Linked DNA regions of Xenopus laevis: region 2 is linked to region 1. Evidence: chromatin contacts called from public Hi-C data. All regions are on one chromosome and are shown on one strand. Each heading gives the region's core, a stretch centred on a gene start, on an enhancer-like site or on the middle of the called end of the contact. The rest is flanking DNA. Distances are from core to core; before and after follow the strand shown. Region 1 overlaps enah.L (ENAH, actin regulator L homeolog). Region 2 overlaps ephx1.L (epoxide hydrolase 1).

The links. Hi-C and Micro-C count contacts between places; a contact is called where the count stands out from the background.
Region 2: a contact with region 1 is called in a Hi-C map of animal cap, with 5 times the contacts expected there. The contact joins two enhancer-like sites. A contact is called at or near these places in 3 of 4 Hi-C or Micro-C datasets (the XL177 cell line, the XTC cell line and animal cap).

The regions. Positions count from the first base shown.
Region 1 is chr5L:17,647,011-17,652,912 of Xenopus_laevis_v10.1, reverse strand. All of the region lies in intron 3 of enah.L (ENAH, actin regulator L homeolog), which reads left to right. Among protein-coding and RNA genes, the nearest start is that of enah.L, 51 kb to the left of the region's middle. Within about 2 kb of position 2,947, at least 1 of the 7 cell types and tissues checked has an H3K27ac peak or open chromatin away from gene starts, as enhancers often do.
Region 2 is chr5L:17,796,839-17,802,372 of Xenopus_laevis_v10.1, reverse strand. ephx1.L (epoxide hydrolase 1) reads right to left here. Exons shown (of 9, transcript XM_018261834.2): 7 at 3,917-4,025; 8 at 3,646-3,771; 9 at 1,775-3,131. The coding sequence ends at 2,930. Among protein-coding and RNA genes, the nearest start is that of ephx1.L, 20 kb to the right of the region's middle. Within about 2 kb of position 2,947, at least 1 of the 7 cell types and tissues checked has an H3K27ac peak or open chromatin away from gene starts, as enhancers often do.

The DNA.
Region 1 (5,902 bases), core at 1,698-4,197:
AGCTCCCCATCTTCTTTTCTGCTGATTCACTGCACATGCTCTGTGCTGCTGTCACTTACTGAGCTTAGGGACCCACTCACAATATACAGTACACATAGAATAGAAATGTCACAATATAAGGCTGATTAGTCATTAATACAGATAATTACTACATGGCAGCACAGAAACCAGTGCAATTAGCATCAGAATTTAATAATCAGCCCTGTAGCATCAGCTTATATTACAGACCAATCTCATTTTCTGCTGGATAATTAGTGACGAGCCCTAAGCTTAGCTTCTCAACAGCTGCTCGGAGCCCACTGAGCATGTGAGTGTCACAGACACTTTCCAAGATGGTGACCCCCTGTGACAAGTTTGAAGTCCTGGATCATTGCTGCTATTGACAAGCTGAAACTTTAGCCTCGTGCAATAAGTTCACTATATAAAATATGGCATTTTTAGCCACATTTAGTTTTAGGGTTTAGTTCTCCTTTAATATTTTATTGTTCCAATGAGGAATCCAGAGCTAGGATCGGGAATGTTTCTTGTTGGGATTTCACGTGGGGTAACCCACAGAGGAGCTGCTCGGTTTTAGCTTATTTAATGAGCACATTAATGGAGCGGTCCTACTGCTGGCATGCTCCGATTTATTTGCAATATTGACTGGCACACGTAACATGCAGTGTGGGGATCTCCCCCTACATTTATTTCATCTGTGATTAGTATGTGGCTCAATAAACGCAGTAGAGATCCCACATTGGATTGTTTTGTGTGTCCTTGGAGTCGCTGGGGTGCCGATAACCCCCAGGCTGAGCACCCGACTGTATTGAACTAGGAGTGAGGATATTTGACTGCATAGTCTTTTTGAGGTTTTTTGAGGACAAGATGAAAAGAAAAAATAAACGTTGTGATTTGCTCCCAGTTCAGCGTGCAGAGTTGCAGTTTCACACCAGACAGATTCACAGCTGTAACAGCGCCCTCTTGTGTCCAGGAATAGTTACTGCTCATTTTCTGCTGTTTCTCTTGAGTATTCTCTCACTGCTTGTCTCCTTATGATTCAATTGTCATTGTTTTTTCTTTTTGTATAACGGTTTTAGCTGCTGTTTGATTTAATCCATTGCTGACAGCACCTGCTTGATGATATCGGTAGTTACTTATTAGTTTGTTTTAATGGAATTCCCAGCCCAGATGCACTTGGGCCAAGCAATATGGCAACGCTCGTGCAGGTATAAATGAGCTGTTTGGACATTCCAGAAGTGCTGGAGCGTAAGAGCTAGTGGCAGTGTAGTTTTGCAGAACATCAAGCCCTGAATGTTGCCTGTTGCTGCTCTGTCCCAGGCATAAAGGGGGGCTTCAATATCTGCTTCTGTTTTTTTTTATTGGATATTCCTTGCTATGTGCTGCATTGTAGCGCTGAATGGAATCTAGCATTGCAAGACTGCCTAACGAAGGAGCGGTTTCCTTATGTATGACCATTGCTGCCATCAGAAATCACGAGGCCCCATACAACAAAATGTTCTGGGCCCCCTGGAAGACACCCACCCCAGCCTGCCCCCTCCATACCCACCCCAGATCCCACTCACACCACACTGAAAAATACAAAAATAAAAACATTGGCTGCCAGGCCCACCTACAAGTTAAAAAAAAAAATCATTGGTGATCAGGGTCACCCTATAAATATATATATATATATAATATAAAAAAAAACAATTGAAGCCAGGGCCCCCCATAAAAGTTTTAAAAAAAAAATTGGCAGTCAGACTCCCCTACAAGTTAAAAAAAATAAAAACAAAATCATTTGTGTTCCTCGTCCCCCATAAAAGTTAAAATGGAACTTACGTTTAAAGATCTTCTTTATTCTCCTCTTCTTCTGGTCTAATCCGAGGCTTTAGGCTCTTTTCGCGACTTTCGGGTCCAAGCAAAGGCTTTTGGCTAGGTTTCTTATCGTATGTATGTATGTATGTTTGATATATATATATATATATAATGACGGCTCGAGTCTAAGAGCCGAAACGTTGAATAAACCCATTTTTTTTTTTTTCACAAAAGACCTATGAGTGTGGATTTCTTTGCTCTATAGATTTTGATATATGTTCCAGCACCTAGTCGTTTCGTTTGTTTTCTGAGTGCACCTATCCAGTAGTTTTTTATTTATTTATATATATAATTATAGTCCAACAGTTATTTCCAGCACAATGTGTATCAAACAATAACCCAGGTGCTATCCATAGGTGCTTCCATAAACAAATTACTTGAAAAACAGATGCACACCAGGATTTAAAAGATATTAAAAAATAGTGAATTTTATTTAATGCATTTCTTAAAATAGATCAGGTCAACATTTCAGTCTGGGTCTAAGACCTTTGTGTGTGTATATATATAGATAGATAGATAGATAGATAGATAGATAGAAAAGAAATGAAGAAGCTCGCACTCACAGGGCTTATCAAGTCAAAAAAGTGTTTAATTGAATCAAAAATCAACTAACGTTTCGGCTTGCACTCAAGCCTTTCTCAAAGTGAATATATAAACACTCACCAAACATTTAAACCCAAAAGTGGCGGAAATCAGTGTGGTGTGACGTCACAGTGACGTTAATTGGGGATTTTCCATTAGGGAGAACACATCAACACAACAATGAGACAGTGTAACAGTTACATATAAAGAGTGATCTGTTCAAAAAAGCATAGTTATAATAGCAGCGTAACATTGGTAACAAATTTGCAACAATGTATAGCGATGACCCGGGTTCGTTCTCAGTATAACTCCGGATGCGCGTCTACGTAGTGCAGTCTAATGACAACAGTTTAAGTAAAATCACATTATTTTAGCAGCGGTGTCAAATAAGAAAATAACGGTTACCCGCCTGCTGAAGGGGTTTCTCGCTGGTAGCTCCATGTACCTCAACGGGCGCAGTCGAAGCCCGAGCTCCCAAAGGTCTCCTGCTCTATTGGATTGACTGCGCTAGTTGTTGCGCTTCGTCTCACATAGCCGATGACTGCGGTGGCAGTGTGTGACGCCGCTCCCAGTTGTCAGTCTCACGCAGGGCCAGTTGCGATGCTGTAGGATTGTCTTCTAGCGACCCGCACGCATGTGTCGGAATTACCGATCCGAAATGCAGCGTAGCAAACTCTGTGTCCACTTGGGGGTTGTGTGGGGTCAAAGGGTTCATCAAGGGGTGTATGGGGGTCATATTCATTAGTCCATCAGTAATAATGATACGTTTACGGCAACTCCATGTCCCCCGACTTGTAAAGGTAATGTTTAAATATGTCATGAACTGCGGTACCAATAGTGGATCTTACTACAGATCTTCCTCTCCCATGGCCGCGGGTTGTAAGGGTTCACTTTGAGAAAGGCTTGAGTGCAAGCCGAAACGTTAGTCGATTTTTGATTCAATTAAACACTTTTTTGACTTGATAAGCCCTGTGAGTGCGAGCTTCTTCATCTCTTTACTTAATTTTTGGGCTTTTCGCACCCAGGCAACGTTTACCTGTAGACGTGCAGTGCCGGCTTTCAGACTACTATATATATATACTATATATATTTGAGAAAGGCCTCTGAAGAGGTCGAAACGTCAGTCTCCTATGTGAATAAAAGTGCGGACCTTTTTTGTATAATATTTAATCTGATTTTGGACACTGCACCCAGGCATCCGTGAACTTTGTGACGTGAGTGCCGACTCCACCATTGAATATATATAGATAGAGAGATAGAGAGATAGAGAGATAGAGAGATAGAGAGATAGAGAGATAGAGAGATAGAGAGATAGAGAGAGAGATATATAGATAGAGAGATATATAGAGAGAGAGATAGAGAGAGAGATAGAGAGAGAGATAGAGAGAGAGATAGAGAGAGAGATAGAGATAGAGATAGAGTTATATATATATATATATATATATATATATATATATATATATATATATATATATATATATATATATATATATATATATATATATATATATATATATAGTCCAGTGTATATATATATAGTCCAGTATATATATATATAGTTATATATATATATATAGTCCAGTATATATATATATAGTTATATATATATATATATAGTCCAGTATATATATATATAGTTATATATATATATATATAGTCCAGTATATATATATATCTATCTATATAGATAGATAGATAGATAGATAGATAGATAGATAGATAGATAGATAGATAGATAGATAGATAGATAGATAGATATAGCCCTCAGTGAAAAAACAGCGTTCAACGGACATTGATTACAGGTAATGCTAAAATGCACATAAAATATAAAACAAGTTAGGGACCGCCATTCGGGGTTTACCTTGACGTGGTATGGTGGCTTATCAGTTTTATGATCATAACTTTGTAACAAAATAACCCCTATTTTGGGTACATATGCAATAGCATTTATTATACTTATATATATACTTTAAAGCCTTTAGAGTGCTCCCACAACCCCCCTGTTTTGATATTTTATATATATATATAGTCCAGATGATAGTCCAGATGTACCTGCACTCGAACTCCAACGTCTGTATGTGGGTGCTGGGTCAAATTCAATTGTATAATTCCTATAGATGGACCCGCACTCCAAATTCATGTGACATAAAAGGTTTTTATTGATTCATCTGCACGAGTGATGAATCAATAAAAACCTTTTATGTCACATGAATTTGGACTGCGGGTCCATCTATAAGAAAATATATATATACATACACACACACAGCGAGCAGATCCACACGTGCATCAAATCCCTCTACGTTCGTTGTCCTTTGCTGCTCTCTAGTGGGGGTTGTAAAGTTTACATCTAAAAATCACTGCATTTCCTCAGGCCAAGATGTGACCCCCTCCTGTTATAGGAGACCCAAATAACAGAAAGCAACACTTCTTGCCTGTAAATCCTGGGTATCGTTAGCTACATTTATATATGGATGTTGTGCACGTCAAAGTTGTATAACTTACCCTGGCAACCAGGCAGCTGTTTGGAAGTCGGAATAGAACGTAATTACGAGAGAATTTGGCAATGGGTGTTTTTCTGTGCTGGGTCAGTTATATTAACAACCAAATAGCGTTTTCAGCTGCAGACTAAATAGAGGCAAAAGAGGGAAATGTAGAAAGAATACAAAATAAAACATGAAGAGCAACTGAAAAGTTGCTTAGAATAGGAGGAGCTGGTTTGCCAGACATTTTCCACTCAACCCCACTATGTTTGGTAAGGTCCCCTTCACTCATGACAAGGTTACACATCTAGTAAATAGATCAGTCATTCAGCCACAGTTTCAAGAATATCTAGAGCAGCAAATATATATTCACCCCAGACCTCACCTTAAATGATCTTCAAGCTGGGCTTTTGGCTGTATCTTAAAGAGCAAAAAGTAACTTACCCTATATCTCACACTAACTGGCTTTTAGGCTAAGCCCTCCAACTTTGCTGTACCCCCTATTTCCAAACCAACCATATTCTCTCAGTTATACAGATATCCGATATACAGGACTGCTGCTTACAATGGGGATCAGATAGGATCTGTGCAGCCAATGGGACAGAATGTTCTATTATACAGATAGCTAGAATCTCAGCCATAAAGCAGGACAGGACTGGTGCTTACAATGGGGATCAGATAGGATCTGTGCAGCCACTGGTACAGAATGCTCTGTTATACAGATAGCTAGAATCTCAGCCATAAAGCAGGTCAGGACTGCTGCTTACAATGGGGATCAGATAGGATCTGTGCAGCCAATGGGACAGAATGTTCTGTTATACAGATAGCTAAAATCTCAGCCATAAAGCAGGACAGGACTGCTGCTTACAATGGGGATCAGATAGGATCTGTGCAGCCACTGGGACAGAATGTTCTGTTATACAGATAGCTAGAATCTCAGCCATAAAGCAGGGTAGGACTGCTGCTTACAATGGGGATCAGATAGG
Region 2 (5,534 bases), core at 1,698-4,197, 150 kb before region 1:
TTCCTATGCTGTGGATTTCACTATGTGATACAATGTCAGAGTTGTGTGGTTCAATTCCCCGGTTGCTGCCTTTGATTTATAGAGCTCAGAATAAAAGAGAGAGAATATTTTATGTAGAAAATAAAACCTATCAATCAAGTGAATGGAAACAATCACCTTGGCAAGTTCTCTCATCAAAGTCTTTAAAGCTCAGGCACATTATTCAGCAGGAGAGCAATTCCTAATGATATTCTATAAATAAACATTATTTCCTGCTCTGTTCAACTGAACCAGTGGTCAGACCCGAGCCCCTTCTTTATGTGCCATGTCTGTAGCAAACCAGAAAATCATAGATGGAGGGAATTTATTCTTTAAAGTAAGAGGCTGATATTATAATAATCTGTCCTTTCACATTGCTATTAAATATGGGCAATATCTACCTCTTATATTTTTGTATGATCAGTAGTGAGTCAGAAATGTATCACTTAACTATTCAAGCAGCACAGGGGCACTTACAGTAGCAACTCATGTAGTCTGATGGTGCCTATAGTAACAGTGGGACAATAGTCTGTGGGAAGGGAGTGTGACTGTGGGATAGCAGGTATAGTAGGGAGAGATGGTGTCTATAGGAACAGTGGATAATAGTCTCTGGGAAGGGAGTGTGACTGTGGGATAGCAGGTATAGTAGGGAGAGATGGTGTCTATAGTAACAGTGGATAATAGTCTCTGGGAAGGGAGTGTGACTGTGGGATAGCAGGTATAGTAGGGAGAGATGGTGCCTATAGTAACAGTGAGATAATAGTCTCTGGGAAGGGAGTGTGACTGTGGGATAGCAGGTATAGTAGGGAGAGATGATGCCTATAGTAACAGTGGGATAATAGTCTCTGGGAAGGGAGTGTGACTGTGGGATAGCAGGTATAGTAGGGAGAGATGGTGTCTATAGTAACAGTGGGATAATAGTCTCTGGGAAGGGAGACAGTATTTTATTTAATGCTCATATCAAATAAGATTCCTTTAATCCCACAGCAGTGCTAACACAGATATATGATTCTGTATTCATTATAATCAGTGATCATTAGGCATTTTTTGTAGCATTTATCCTATTAGATATCCCATTGTACCCTATGGGGTAACAGCTGCTACACTGGATTAGAAATTACTAGCGGATATCAGGCTGTGCTGGGGGTCAGAGGTTATAAGGGACAGGTGCACTAAACAGTTCTGAGGCCACTGGGGCAATTACTTAAATAAGTAGAAAAAGAAAGGACAGATAGAAGGTTACACAGGTCGGTCTCCAATTTCTGCTTTTAGACTCAGTATTTGGTGGCAGGTGACAGACAGAGATCAGGATAAAGTGTCACTGCTGCTTCTGAAGAGGAAAGTTCAGTGTCTGATTCAGTTTATTGTCTGGGACATAAACAATGACTGCAGTTCCCTGCTCTTACCACTAGAGGAGGCCAGTCAGCTGGGTTTGTAAAGCATTTTTACACTATAAGGACACACTATAGATACAGTGGGACAGTGCTGATCATTGCTAGGGTGTAGGATTGATTCCAGCAAGGGGGCTTGTAGGTCATTAATGGTAACCAAGTTAAAACAAGATCTTATAGACAAGAAAGTCTAAACGGAGGCACTAGGGAAATGTGCCAAACATGGGGTAAATTAAATACCTACACTTATACTGTATGCACAATTGTCTTCTGTGTATTCTATGGGATGGTGCAGATGATGAGCTTTCGGACACCCCCCCCCCAACCAGTCCTGACACAACAAGCTGACAATAAGCGCAACCATGTTGCTGTCAATACAAACCTTTATTTCATTATGAGAGATGCACACGGAGCAACAAGGAACTCTCTACAGAAAATACTAATTGCTCATTAGTCACTGGAATGTGCAGAGTTGCACTGAACTTTGGTGCAGACTTGGAATTGTGAGTTGGTCCCTCGGTTCAACCAGACACAAAGCCCAGTGACATCACAGAAGGGATCTAGGGGCCCTTTCCTCTAACATCAATTTTGCACCTTAATGATTCCATTTGTGATGTCTTGGGGGGCACAAGGGCTTTTTAATTTCTTCTAGGAAGTACTGCAGTGGAGGGGGGGAGGCCTGTACAACAAGCTGGTGTCGGTACGGGACTGTGAGTAGTGAATGTAGTAAGGCAAGCTGGTGTCAGGGGGTGGGTCTGTAACTGTGAGTAGTGCATGTAGTAAGGCAAGCTGGTGTCAGGGGGCAGGGCTGTTACTGTGAGTAGTGCATGTAGTAAGGCAAGTGTGCAGGGCTGCAACTGTGAGTAGTGCATGTAGTAAGGCAAGCTGGTGTCAGCGCTGTAACTGTGAGTAGTGCATGTAGTAAGGCAAGCTGGTGTCAGGGGGCAGGGCTGTTACTGTGAGTAGTGCATGTAGTAAGGCAAGTGTGCAGGGCTGTTACTGTGAGTAGTGCATGTAGTAAGGCAAGCTGGTGTCAGGGGGCAGGGCTGTTACTGTGAGTAGTGCATGTAGTAAGGCAAGTGTGCAGGGCTGCAACTGTGAGTAGTGCATGTAGTAAGGCAAGCTGGTGTCAGCGCTGTAACTGTGAGTAGTGCATATAGTAAAGCAAGCTGGTGTCAGACGACAGGGCTGTAACTGTGAGTAGTGCATATAGTAAAGCAAGCTGGTGTCAGACGACAGGGCTGTAACTGTGAGTAGTGCATATAGTAAAGCAAGCTGGTGTCAGGGGGCGGGTCTGGAACTGTGAGTAGTGCATGCAGTAAGCAAGTATCAATACAGAGTCATTAACATGAGAAAGCATGGCAGTACAGAGCAAGTATCAATTTCAGCTGTAGAAAATAGAGAAGCCCTAAGGGTAATTTATTGGATCAGGCCTAGTTACATTCTATAAAGCTGTGATTGTCTCTACTATCAGAACATGGACCCACTGCTTCTCAGAATGGGCTATATACACATCAGACCTATTTCCGCTGCACTTTCCCTACAAACTGCTGGATGTCCTTAGCCAGAAGTTCCGGCTCCTCAAAGGCTGCAAAATGGCCGCCCCTGGGCATGTAATTAAAGGAGACAATACTGAGGTATTTCTGCTTGGCCCAGAAGGGAGGGCAGTGCACCAGCTCATTGGGGAAGGAGGCGATGCCTGTGGGAACTGTCACTGGCACCCTGAAAAACAGAGACATCAGAAATCAAGTATATTTTCATTACAGTAACAGCAGCCATTGTATCAGGGACAGAGCTAACACTGGGGCATTTGAAATTTCCCATTGATCTATATTTGGTGCCCACGATTTATCAATTTTCAAATGGCTAAGATCATGTAAGTTGCCATCAGAACTTTCCAGCCCCTCCCTCGGTAAACTTCTACCAGTGTTCTAGTCCCACCCACTGCTTCGGCTACAGACGAGATACCCTGCTCCAACCCCCGTATATTCTAGTCCAACCCAATTCTACTCCCTGTATTATGTTGCTCTAGTTCAAACCACCAAAGTTCATGTCTCGTAGAACCTGTAACTGCCACTAAAGTCTTCTACTCCAGCCCACCACTAAAGTCACCATGCTCCTCCCCTATAAGTTGCCTAGAGTGTTCCAGTTTGGGTCCAATGTTTTAGTCCCATATTTCATGGAATCTGATGGAGACACAAGGGGGTAAAAAAAGATTGTGCCTTATTGTCCTTACTTGTCATGTTTGGCTGTTCCGACGCCCTTGCCAATTACCTCCTTGTAGAATCTCATAGAGGAAACAATGGAGCCCGACAGCCAGTAGATCATGACGTTGGTCAGTAGGTCATCCAATGAGAACTTCCTGCGAGGCAGACATATTTCTATATATTACTCATAACCCAATGCAATGATGACTGCAAATACACATCCCCTTCTGCCCCCACCCCACCCAAGGTACACCCAGTGCAAGGACATGACACCACCAGGACATGACTCCACTAGGTTACCTCTCAAGTCCTCCATCTTCATGATCCCGGAAGTCTGGGTCGGTCCATGTAGAGAACTTCTCCAGGATGTAGGCAGCAAGTCCAACTGGGGAGTTATTTAGGCCACAGCCTAGAGGGGGGGGGGCAGGACAGTTAGAAAGGAAAAAAAGCTGGTAACACTGCAGTGTTTTCAAGGCAGGTTTTAGGCACATATGTGGGCAGCTAACTGGTAGTTCCCAGAACTGTGGGTCTCGCTTGTCTATAGTGGTCAAGAGCCTTGGCCTGGTGGCTCAGCCTAAAGGGTAAGATTTGGAGAGAATGCCTATTTGTTCACCTAGATACACCTGGAATCCCCAGCTTGAAGCTTCAATTGGTTGAGATTTAGAATGAAGAGAAAAGACACCCTCTGTGAGAGTCCCTATTAGAAGGTGCCTCAAGAGCATTGGCTCCCAAACTGTAGGGCTGACCTGGAAAGGACTGGAGCAGTTCTAGTGGGGGTTCAGCTTGAAGGCCAATTTCAGCAACATTTGGTGACCATTTTACCATCTAGATATTCATGTAAGTTCATCATAAAGGGGAGATATAGTTCTTGAAATTGGAGTCAGGAGACTTCCCTGGGTTATAAAAAGCTGGGTTGGATTCTCAATGTGAAATGTGGATGTGGTGGTGCAAGTCCCAGAGAAAGGTCAAGTCAGGGTAGGGGTCCCTATAAGTGAGGTACTAGCCAGTGGGGGTTACACACTGCATGAGGACACACACATATCAACACAGTAGGCAATGAGCCCCAGCAATGAGAGTTAGTGGGTACAGTGGCTATCACCAGGGGTTCCAGAGCTGTTCTACAAACTCCAGGGGTTCCAGAGCTGCTCTACAAACTCCAGGGGTTCCAGAGCTGTTCTACAAACTCCAGGGGTTCCAGAGCTGCTCTACAAACTACTGGGGTTCCAGAGCTGCTCTACAAACTCCAGGGGTTCCAGGGCTGCTCTACAACACCAGAGGTTCCAAAGCTGCTCTACAACACCAGGGGTTCTAAAGCTGCTCTACAACTCCAGGGGTTCCAGAGCTGCTCTACAAACTTCATGGGGTTCCTGGGTGCAAAAGTGTAAAGTTGTACTGAAGATTAAAAAATAATTATATTTCTGGCAGGAGGCAATTTGGGGGGAGATTCTGTGTACATGCACTCACTCACACTCACTCACAACCACACACTCACTCACTCACAACCACACACACTCACATCATCATCATTTATTTATATAGCGCTGTCAAGATACGCAGTGCTTTACTCACATACACACACAAAGGTGCAGTATTGGCTGTGCTCACTGACTGATCTGGCTTTTTGCCCAATAATCTCATTAATAATTGATCTCAATTCAAACAGCATCTGCCTCTGTTCGGTGCCAAAGTTTCGTTAGGGGCAGATTTGCAATTAAAGGAAAGGTTCTTATCTTAGATCTGTAACTGCAAATGATCCCCCAAGAGAGAAAGAAAAAGTAGCTAATGATAAAGGAAAAAAGCCACAAAAGGACCCCTTTCACTGGTGATGGGAACATGATCATTTAGTTGTACGGGGGCCCCCAAAATGTCTGTCGGCAGCCCTGATGTATGATACGAGTGGGTTTGTATAACTGATTAC